Regions from separate parts of the Mus musculus genome. Here region 1 is linked to region 2. A link is a contact called in public Hi-C data. All regions are on one chromosome and are shown on one strand. Each heading gives the region's core, a stretch centred on a gene start, on an enhancer-like site or on the middle of the called end of the contact. The rest is flanking DNA. Distances are from core to core; before and after follow the strand shown.

Evidence for each region. A called contact is a pair of places that touch in the nucleus more often than the background predicts.
Region 1: a contact with region 2 is called in a Hi-C map of bone marrow-derived macrophages, with 10 read pairs. The contact joins the enhancer-like site here to the promoter of Gapt in region 2. A contact is called at or near these places in 8 of 39 promoter capture datasets (cranial neural crest, embryonic stem cells, frontonasal cranial neural crest and 4 more), 1 of 484 Hi-C or Micro-C datasets (bone marrow-derived macrophages), 2 of 115 datasets of contacts at active chromatin or transcription factors (fibro-adipogenic progenitors and microglia) and 1 of 9 other capture datasets (macrophages).

Annotation. Positions count from the first base shown.
Region 1 is chr13:111,415,903-111,421,587 of GRCm38.p6, reverse strand. No RefSeq gene overlaps it. Among named protein-coding and RNA genes, the nearest start is that of Gpbp1, 71 kb to the left of the region's middle. Within about 2 kb of position 3,392, at least 3 of the 459 cell types and tissues checked have an H3K27ac peak or open chromatin away from gene starts, as enhancers often do. A contact at or near this core is called in bone marrow-derived macrophages, where this site is marked.
Region 2 is chr13:110,355,696-110,361,945 of GRCm38.p6, reverse strand. It overlaps Gapt (Grb2-binding adaptor, transmembrane), which reads left to right and starts at 4,774. Exons shown (of 3, transcript NM_177713.3): 1 at 4,774-4,862. It overlaps Gm41058 (a long non-coding RNA gene), which reads right to left and starts at 3,502. Exons shown (of 3, transcript XR_873950.2): 1 at 3,334-3,502.

The DNA of each region.
Region 1 (5,685 bases), core at 2,143-4,642, 1.1 Mb before region 2:
GGAAAAACAAACAAACTGAAACTGGAAGAAAACATTGAGCTCTGGTGCCCTCAAGTGTCATAATGTTGCAAAACAGCTTAGGAAGACTATAAAATTTGAGCATCCTTTGACTTAAATTGCTATTTCTATATATTAAGATTTTTCTACAGTTCAAATTGTCTTGCACATGTACAATAAACTATATGAATTATATCCCCACCTCTTGTTTAGATACAACTTCAAATGGCCCTATTCATTATAAAATAGTATCACAATTACATGACAAGTGTACCATGTTTGCTCATTTCTTATTCTTCAGGAAATGTTAACGACTCGCACTATGGCAGTTAGTTTCCTGATTAAGAGGGTGAGTTCTATACTTAGCAGGGTTCTTGAGTTATCATGGGCCTTTCACCATAATCATTTGCCATTGTATTTCTCTATGACTGTCTTTTTTTTTTCCAGAGCATATATTTATATCATTTAGAATGGTAAGGCCATTTTTGCATTTTTAAGTTTTTGATATGCCTCTTACAAAATACATGAACTTGTATGAATTTTTGGGTTCATGTACTGCTGACTAAAAGAGTGGGTACTATTTACATGTAGCTCATAGGTCTAGGAAAATATAGGTTCTTTTCCCTGTTACTGTTTGGAATCTGAACTTTGGTCAATACAGCCAGCCCTGTTTATTGGCATGTATAGAGTCAACCAATCATGAATTGAAAATATCTAAAAAAATGACTATGCACAATCTTCCAAATACTACAATAGGATAATAACTTATGACATTTACATTGCATTGGTATTATAAGTATGTTGAGATTATGTACAATATTTGGGAGGATATGTTTAGGTTATACAATTATATAGGTGACCTTTGCATCTGGATTTTGATATCTTTAGTGTCCCTCAAACCAGTCCCTCATGAATAGCAAAGGATGACTATGAAGAGAACTGCTTGTCCTATAGTCAGTTTAGGGCATTGTGGTTCCGGAGTTCACCAAAGTAACTGAAAGGAAGGACAGGAAGAATTCCAGTTCTATGACTAGGAAAATATATAGAGATTTCCATCAAGCATGTATGTGATATGGCCACTCTTGCACTTTTTGCTTCTTGAGACAGGGTTTTATGCAGTCCATTATTGGCCTTAGGCTTGCTATGTATCTGAACCAGTCTTGATTCTGCACTGCTCAATGCTGAAATTGCTGGCATGTGTCACTACACCAAGTCTTTAACTTTTATTTTTATTAAATAGAAAGATTACTTAAGCCTAGGAAATGAAGACCAGCCTATGCCACAAAGACACTGTCTCCAAGACATTAGAACAAAAAGCAACCCAATAGAACATTTACATTTGTGGGCTGGAGAGATGGCTCAGCAGTTAAAGAGCACTGACTGCTCTTCTGAAGGTCCTGAGTTCAAATCCCAGCAACCACATGGTGGCTCACAACCATCTGTGATGATATTTGATGCCCTCTTCTGGGGTATCTGAAGACAGTTACAGTGTACTTACACATAAATAAATAAATCTTCGAAAAAAAAGTGTCATGGTTTCGAACACCTTCAGTCCCAATGCTGCAGAGAAGGTAGATCTCTGAGTTCAAGACCAAGCAGGGCTACATAGTGAGACTGAGGAGGAAAAAAATGTTTAAAACTACTGTATATGTGTATGCTGTGTGTGTCAGAAGGGTAGAGGAGGGAGGGAGGGAGGGAGAGGAAACAATGGAACTTGCTATTAGACTGGCATTGAACTTGAGGTTGAGGTCCATCTGCCTTTGCCTCCTCTGTTCTGGGAATTAAAAGTGTGCAGCCATACCTGCCATATATATAATTTCCATACCTCTTATTATCTGACGACTTTACACATGTATGGTAAATCCACTTTAATATAAACTATATCCCACTCACTGCAGGCTAAATGTATCCCTAACTCAGCCTCATCTTCAGATCTCAAAACTGTCTGTGACCAGTTAATGAGAGGATGTTTCAGAGGATGTGGAAGATGGCCATAAAACCAGATTCCCTCCCCTCCCCTCCCCTTCCCTCCCCTCCCCTCCCCTCCCCCTCCCCTCTCTTCTCTACCCTCCCCTCCCCTTTCCCCTTCCCTCCCCTCCCCCCTCCCCTCTCTTCTCTACCCTCCCCTCCCCTTTCCCCTTCCCTCCCCTCCCCCCTCCCCTCTCTTCTCTACCCTCCCCTCCCCTTTCCCCTTCCCTCCCCTCCCTTTCCCCTCCCCCCTCTCCACTCTCTCCGCTCTCTCCCCCTCTCTCCCCTCTCCCCTCTCCCCTCTCCTCTCTCTTCTCTCCTTTTTTTTTGAGACAGGGTTTCTCTGTATTGCCTTGGCTGTCCTGGAACTCACTCTGTAGACTAGGCTGGCCTCGAACTCAGAAATCCGCCTGCCTCTGCCTCCTGAGTGCTAGGATCAAAGGTGTGCGCCACCACGCCCGGCAAAACCAGATTCTTGAAGCACACGTTCTAGTAACTTTTGCTAAATTGCCTTCTAATGCAAAAAGCTTAGCAACCCTGGGAAATTCTGCTTCTGCCTTCTGTGGAGAAGAGCAGAGAAAAGGTGAGGCATAGGCCAGGCCTAGGTCACACACTCATGGTTGCGGAGGAGTGGACACTTTGGTTAATGCTTTTTGGAGAATTTTGGTGGGTGGGTGGAGGCCAGATGCAGTTTCTAAAGGAAGATTGAGTTTCGGTAAGCAGAATATGCTGGGTTCGGGCAACAAAGAGACAGTAAGGGTTTGCTCATTCACTCTGAAGAGCCAGGACTCATAATAATAAGCTTGACCACAATTTAGCCACGGTGGACAGGTTATGCTTACCTTACCCCCTGTCCCAACTCTCTACTTAGGCCTGCAGCTCAGGTCAGTACCCAGAATTTGGGTTAAAATACTTCATTTTCATTCTCAAAATCGGCCATTTGAGCAAAAAGCCTTTTCATCATTAGTTTTGTCTTCTTTTCTTAAGGAGATTAGTGTCTGACAACTTTTTCTAGGGGACAGAACACACGTTTGTCTACTCACCCCTTCAGGGATCTCATAACATTACCAAAGTATGGATATTACCAAAGCCCAAACTTGATCAATACATTTTATTGGGATTACTTACAGGAATCTGGGTAGGAGGTTACTTACAGGAGCAGAAATTACTCAAAGACAGCTGCACCAAGGCCCACTCCAATATGAGTGAACCAGTTTACAAACGCTGAGAAACCTGGAGCATACTGCACAGTCTGTAGGCATCTCAACATACTCCCTCTAGAGGATATCCAGGCTCCATATTGGAAGACTTTCTCTGACCAGAGTGATTTGGTCTAAGAATGTCCAATGGCTTCATACCAGCTGGACCTAGTATAACTACAAGGCTGATGACTGAACAAACAAGGAAGCTGATCACGTTACATTTGCTGTCAGGACACAGAGTAAATAGGAAGTAGGGCCAGGCATAAAACAAGTCTGACTACTTCCTCCAGGAAGGCTCCCTCCCTCCTTCTTTTCTTTTCTTTTGTTTTAATTTTCAACATAGATTTTTTGTTGTCGTTGCATGTGTGTGTGTGTGTGTGCTTAGTCCTGGCTGTGCTAGAACTCACTCTGTAAACCAGGCACTCTGGACTTGAACTCAGAGATCCATCCGCCTGCCTCCTGAATGCTGGGATTAAAGGCATGAGCCACCACTGCTCAGCAAGGCTCAATTTTCTAAAGGGTCTACAACTTTCCCAAATGTTATCAGTAGCCTGCAACTGATTGCTCAGTTGATGAGCCTTTAGGGGATTACACTGCAACAGCGTCTGCTATACTCAACCCCAAGTGAGGTTCTTTTGTACTTTATATAGCTGATATTGATTATTGGTTGGCCCTTCATGATCCTCTTTCTCAAGAATCTTTAGTTATATTTGAAAGTGCTTGCCTTGCAAGGTAACATATTCTCAGGTTAAAGAGGTTGGGATGGGACAGCTGTGGGGGCCATTGTTCTGCCCACCACACTGTCAATTCAGGGAGCTGTTTTAGGGGAAGGACTAATTAGAGGGCACCTCTAAATTTCAGTTCAGTTTGTAGTTATTTATTTAGGCAACTAATTTGTTTAGGTCTTAATTTTCTCATGTAAAAACAAGAAAGCAGTAATGCTTAGATTTCCATCCCAAGTTTATGTATGGTAAGAGACAGCATGCCGAACTGGTGTGTGCATGGGGAAAGGTGAACTTTCTTTTTTTCTTCCTTTTTTTCTTTTTTTGAGACAGGGTTTCTCTGTATAGCCCTGGCTGTCTTGGAACTCACTTTGTAGACCAGGCTGGTCTCGAACTCAGAAATCTGCCTGCCTCTGCCTCCCGAGTGCTGGGATTACAGACATGTGCCACCACGCCTGGCTAAATGTGAACTTTCATGGAGTTTTGGTGGGGATATGAATTCTGGAAATAATGTGGCCTTTTTATAAAATAGAACTAAACATTTGAACGCCTTCTGGTCTAGCATTCCTTTTGGAGGGGGTGTCAATATCAACAGTTCTAGTGGTTTTTGTATTTTTGATTTTTTTTTGGTGCTATTTCATATTAAATATATGCTTCTACATATGTATTTGTATTTTTAACCACATATTATATATATAAGTGACAAATGTATATCATATACCTGTATACCAAAAAAGCCACTGGAAACAACATAAATTTTCATAAAGGGATTTTATATAAGGTATTACATGCATAATATGAACTATTGTAAAAACATAAAAAATGAAGATCTCTACATTTTTGCCTGGAGGATACCCTTGAGATATTAAGTGAAAAAGGAAAATTGCAGATTATTAGGTATGGGATGGTGCTAGTTTAAAAGGAAATTTAAAAGGAAAGTAAAGAAGTCTGTGTGCACACAAGCTGTACATCAGAGCATGGCAAAAGTTTTAAACTACTTCTTTTTTTTTTCCATTTTTTATTAGGTATTTAGCTCATTTACATTTCCAATGCTATACCAAAAGTCCCCCATACCCACCCACCCCCAATCCCCTACCAGACGGGTTTAGTGCAGAGTTCTATCAAACTACTTCTTAAGAAGTAATTGTTTCTGAACAAGAAGAGAGGACTTGGACGGGAAAGGAGAAAAACAATTGTTGGCTAAGCTTTAATTACTCAAGTAATAAATCTGTTATGCTTGTGAATAAAATTTAGAGGTCGTGGTAGCTTGAATGAGAATAGTCACTACAGGCTCAGATGTGAATGCTTGGTTACCAGAGAGTTACGCTATTGGAAGGGATTAGGAGGTGTGGCCTGGATGAAGGAAGTGTCACTGGGGGTGGACTTTGAGTTCCCAAGCCAGTCCCAGTGTCTTCTCATCCTGCTGCCAGTGGATCCTGATGCCGACCTCTCCGTAGTTCTCTGTAGACACTATGTCTTCCCGTGTGCTGCCATGCTTCTCACTATGATAATAGACTACCAAACCTATTCCAACCACCACAACTGAGTACCAAGTTCTGAAACTGTAGGAAAGCCCCGATTAAATGATTTCTTTCATAAAGGTCCCCATGGTCATGGTGTCTCTTCAAAGCAATAGAACACTGACAAAGACAGAGGCAAAGTTGGTCCCTTGATTGACACTCGTAATCCTATCTCCATCTATTATTCCTAATGGAACATGTAGCCTTCCTCATGTTTTCTGTCCATTTATGTAGCTTTATCTGTACAGGAAGAGATTTTTATACATGTAACAATGT
Region 2 (6,250 bases), core at 3,525-6,024:
TAAATAAATTCAATAAAAATATATCTGGATTGTCCTAAATTCTGTGTCTATTAAAATTTCTTTACTAGTTATTTCTGATATGTACTATACTTTTATATATACCACATTTGTAATATACTATGTATCTTAATATATACTATTATATATATATATACATACATATATATATAAATCTTTATATGTTATATAGAACATATAACCTTATACATAATAAGTATATACAATTGTATATATTTAAATATATATCTGAAAACAATTGTCTTGTATATAAGGTTCACAATCTTCAGTGTTGATTAACCACCATGAAGATGGGGGTGTGTGACGTCTCCAGGGAAGCCCTTTTGTATTGGCTTCCAAGTCTATAGACCCTTGAGAACTTCTGACTCTGCTCATCACACACTTGTAGACAGTTGCATGTGTTTGGGGTTTCATATCCATGGAGCCACACAGTATGCACTTTTATGTATGTGGCTTCTTTAATCCCACAGTATGACAGTCCACAATGCCCATACATATTAGTGGCTTGCTTATTTGGGGGCTGTATTCAACTCATTTTTATGAATCTCCAATGCTTTTTTCCTCTGATTTTTCCTGCTGTTGGACTTATAGACTGTTGCTATCTTGAGGCATTATGACTACAACTGCTATATGAGGAAGTAACATTGTCCACTCTAGAGCATACGACTAGGAGTAGAATTTGTGCCTTTTACTTCATTGGGTTTTTATTTGTCTTCCTTCTTAGCTGTGGGACATAGTCTAGCATTTGTAAGTCTACAAAACCAAAATACCGTGTGCCTTTAAGTCTGAGTGAGTGGCAGATTCCACAGCTTTTAGTTGTCTATTAGCATAGAAACACCCCCCAACGCTCATTCTTCAGGGTCCTTTGAACTTAATTTATCATCTGTAATTTCTGTGGCTAGGTGTTTATATCAGGTTAGATTTCTACAATTCCTGCCCCCCCAAGAAAAACCCCCCAAAATTGAAATAATTTAACAAATTGAAACTTCCATATACAAGTTAAGGAATTTCAGATTAGATTTTTTAGAAAGATTATAGAAGGGTGGGAATGCTCTACCCCACCTCTTTCCCACAACATATCCTGCACCAAAGGGGGAAACACCTCAAGGAGAGCAATTGTTCTCAGCTCCATGGTAGTAAAATCAAACCAACAAACAACATGGCGGCTTTCATTTGTGATCTATGTAAGTAGTTAAAATTGTCAACATATCAAATACTGGCAATGGGGAGAAAAAAGAGGGATCTCTCATGTATTGCTAGGCTCTGTGTATAAATGGTATATATGCCATAGTAGCAGCCATTTGGGATTCAGTAGGACTACAAGTGTTCATACTCAGGGATTCAAAGCTTCCATTTACAAGCTTGTCCTAAAGAAATTCTCCTTAATATTTCCAAGGATGTGGAATGCAGCCGCCAGTTAGGAGAAGCATCTGTAATTCTTTAATTCATGTAAAATGATGCTTGGAAAGGCTGTGGTAGAGAATGGAAAAGTAGAAAAAGGCCCAGACTAAATAAATGCAGTTGACCCTTTGTGTCTGCACAACCTGCACGTGAGCAGCCACAAGTTTCTACTTCCTGAGCTGGAGTCTAAAGTACACAGGTCTGTGCCTCATTCAGATGGGGGGTGGTATTAAATCAGTAATAACCATGTGTTTATTTGTTTGTTTGTTTGTTTTTGTTTGGTACACAGGCGGTACATAGTAATGGAAGCAATGCCAAACACGACAGAAAAGTATAAGATAATTTTAAAGAAACCTCTGACTAAACACTCTGTAAGATATTGCTCTCCCAGTTCCCATGCCCATGAGGTACTTCAATATTGCTCTTATCTGCAGATAACAATGAGTACTCCAGGTGTAATGGAGCAGCCTCGTCGGAATCCTAGGAATTCACTCTTGAAACCTCCATCAGTGATTCTGACAGACTTTCAGATTTGAAGACATTCCCACACCAAAAACTATCTTCCAGTGAAACCTGTCCTGTACGTGCAGAGAATCGTCCATTTTAATTTTGCCTGTTGTTACTGGCATGGGTTTGTTTGGCTTCAATCCATCCATGCCTTTTCCTCCCAGCTTCACTTACACGCTTCTTCACTTTAATTTTTTCATGACTTTTTCCACACGCGTGGTAAAATTTTACTGATTAGAAGACTGTATTAGCAATCTGGTATTAACAATCTGATTACTTTGTGGATTAACCACATAAGCCTATATACAAAAAGTAATTTGCTGGCTAAGTATGCTACCTTTACCAGACCATGTAATGCTTTATTTCAAGACATAGATTCCTGGACTATCTGTAGCAAATAACATGAAGCTTTCGAACCCTTTATGGAATGTCAAGGACAATTTCATGAATATGACAAATATTCAAAATTTACATACATAATTATGTGCCCCTGCCTACTCAGTTCAAGCATTTAAAAAATCCCACTGTTAAAAGAAATCAATATTTGATATAAAGAAAATTGCTACCATCAATCTATATGGGAGAAATGTACTTGAATAATTGTCCAGTCTAGATTATAGTGAAGATCAATAAATTACGTCCCAAGTTTTAGACTACCCAAACCATAGGATGGCAAAAAGGAAAGAAAGAAAGAAAGAAAGAGAGAGAGAGAGAGAGAGAGAGAGAGAGGGAGGGAGGGAGGGAGGGAGGGAGGGAGGGAGGGAGAGAGAGAGGGAGAGAGAGAGAGAGAGAGAGAAAGAAAGGAAGGAAGGAAGGAAGGAAGGAAGGAAGGAAGGAAGGAAGGAAGGAAGGAAGCAGGAAATGAAAATGACCAAAATAAGCTTAGATGCAGCTGTTGTGGTTAAAAGAAAAGAGGTTGGGAAGAAAAGCAAGGGGTATCTTGCTACACTAAAGACTGGGAGTTAAGAAAACACAGTTTAAAACTGCACCTAAGCCATAAAAACAATAGTTACATAACAACTCAATTTTTAACAGAAACATTGTTTCCTCCATAATCTTGAAGATAAATTCTGCTACTTAAAAAAGGTTCCTATTTGAGGTAAGAGCCAGGTAACTGCCCTCTGATTTCTTAGTCCTTAATACATTTCAAGAGGAGTTAGTTAGTTTGCCTTAGTTGCACTTTTAGAGGAGACTATATACATTCACACAAATGTGTGTTCATCTGTTTGTATGTGCATCTATGCACGCACATGTGCATATTTATGTGGGCATGTGTGAGTGTGTGCCCGTGCATGTGCATGTGTGTGTGTGTGTGTGTGTGTGTGTGTGTGTGTGTGTGAGAGAGAGAGAGAGAGAGAGAGAGAGAGAGAGAGTGAGAGAGAGAGAGAGAGAGAGGTCAGCTCATACCTTACTGCATTTAAGTGCATCAGGAAAAGTGGCTCACTTGCTGCTCTCCCAGCTTCCCTGCCCCACCGGATTACTCTTGCCTTAGTAAACTCTTCTCATGCCCACTAACTTGGTTTCAGGCTTTCATTTCCTGTCCACTGAGAGCCGTGCATCTGTCTTCCTGCTCTTTGTTGTTCTCTAGAACTGTATATTTCTTTGCCTTCCTTCTAAGGTCTTAAATGTTGTGTGGGCCCAGTGGCTTCTCCTTCTTTGGGTCTCAGGAGCTTCAGGGCGTGTATTCACTGCTCCATCCCCGTAGCTCTGGCAATTTAATTTAGAACCTTACACACGCCTCTAATCTATATCCCTGGCCTCCCTCTTCTTTTAAACCAGTTTATACAAGGTTAATCCTATTTGATCAAAGGAGTTCTGACACAGTCTAAAAGGCAATATTTCCGTGACTATTTCTACATCATCTATCTAACTCACTTAGTATCTGTTCGATTCAGCAGTTCTCCCCACCGCCCCCTTCCATGGGGCTGGCTCTTAGAGATGATAAGACAGAAAGATTCTATGTGGAAGCTTGACAGGCAGTCCATTACATGACGAACAGTGGTTCTTCTCACAGCGCTGGGTCCATGTCTCTGGGGAGTAGACATTCTACCGCTGTGCTTCTGCCTATAAACTAAGATTAATGGTGGCATTTCTCCTCTAAGAATTTCTTGGGTATTACACTAAAGGCTTATGATACCTAGTGTTAGGAATGAACTAACTACTCTTACTTAACAAAATAAAGCATTTTTTTTCTTTCTTGCTGGATTTAGTTTGCTTTCTATCAGATTTCTGCCAATCTGTAACATCCCTATGTGCTAGTGAGTCTCCTAATAAAAGATACTTGACAAGTTTACCTCATGAAAATCAGTCAAATAGTATACCAGAGTAGTATGCCTCAGGACGTTCTTTGGGAAACCTTTATTTAATGAATGTGATGGTGATGATGGTATCAATAACAATTACAACAACATAATAAACACATTCTGAACCAACATACGGGCACTAGTTCAGCAGATATTTAATTTTAGGGTTGTGCATTGTAGCTTCATATTTAAATATGGATTGTTCCACCAATCACAAAGCAAAGAAACAAAAATACTCAAGGCCTATGTTATTATGAGTTTTAAAACCTCTTTGAAGAAAACAAACTACATGATTGATTCTAAAGTGAACATGGTAAAATTGTTCAAAAAAGAAAAATCATCTAGGTTTGACATATTAATGAAATATACACTTCAAAAAGTTCCACCTACAAAGAGGGAGGGTCATTTATAATTCTGCAGTATCTGACGGCAACTTCCTCACGAACCAGGAAACTTTGCAAGTATTAAATACACTGAAGGGAGGAGGAGCCAAAGAAGGAAGTAAGTGACCAGAATGAAAAGAGGAACCATTCTCAGCTGAAGAAAGTTTGATGAAAAGTGACAGACAGAGTTGGACACTCCCAGGCTTCATGTGAGTCCAACTGATGGAAAGTTTTTGGGTAATGGAAAAAGGTAAGAAATGGATTCATGTGTAACCAAGTAGTGACATTTTGTTACTTCAAAACAACTTGTTTGGTGGTGGTGGTGGTGGTGATGGTGGTGGTGGTGGTGGTGGTGGTGTGTGTGTGTGTGTGTGTGTGTGTGTGTGTGTGTGTGTGTGTGTGTTAATGGATGATTCGGGCTCAGTCATAGTGGAGAAAACAATTTGCACGTTGCTGGTGAGGTTGGACCATGCTACACTAATCAGCCCTTTCCTGTGCCTGCCATTCTACCTGAAGGAAGTGTGCTGTCTGCTTTGCAAGGTCTACTCTAGGAAGAACTTGTGATCTGAAGACAAGTGAATAATTTTTGGTTAGTTTGCAGAAACTGTTGCTTTCCAAAGTGAGAAGAGCTTCCAAGCTGGGCAGAGCAAGTCTCATGTAGGCGTTATACTAGGGCATTTCATTACTGTTGTGATTTTTATACTAAACGATGTCTGCTCTGCATAGAACTAAGATAAATTCTTTCAGAAACAAAGAGGGAGCCTTTTGCTTCTCTGACCCTGCCCAGGGGACAGCAGCCAATCATGCAGAAAGTCCCATTCTGTTCTCTTGGAGGCCTAGCACATTCGAAAACAGATTCAGTGAAATTTCCTCTGGAAATGCATCTCACACATTCTGGATAGGGTGTGTGCAATTATTTATGCTACAACATATTAAGATCCATTCTCATTTGCCCATAAAGGAAACGAGGCTTTTATTTATAGAAATCATTAGGCAAATATCTGTATGTAGCCTTTGTATCATGTCTGCCCTTGTAAGAGTGAGAGGACTTCATCATCTATAGCTCTATTAATTTTAAGCTGGTAGATATGATAGTGTACTTTGTTATGACTTTTCATGCCTACATCATTACGTCTTGCTCATAATTGCTTACGCTTACTGACTACCACCATTCTGTATGCTATCTTTATCATTTTAACTGTAGACAATAAAATGTGCTGGTTTTGACACAGGGTGTCATTCTGTATCCCATCTAGCCTCGGCTTCCCTGTACCAGGATTGCACAGGCACGAGCCCTTATGAACAGCTCAGACTGTTAACACTACATGGTGACTAGATAATTCTATGCTCAGCCATGCTGTATCAACAACCCTCCAGGACCCCAAGGAATTTGAGAGATATATGGATTGGAGGTGTTTGTCCCTAAATAGTTATCAAAGAGAGTTTATTATAAGCAAGCTACACGCTATGCTCCATTTGTTCATATAAAATGCAAAACTGAACCTTTTTGCCTTGGTATAATCTGACCTTGAACAGATTTCTAAGAGGTCGGCATTAGAAATGTGCCCTCACTGAGGGCAGGGAACTGCTTTGTGGGTTTTTCCTTGCTGTTCATTGTTGTTAGTATGGCTAGGAATG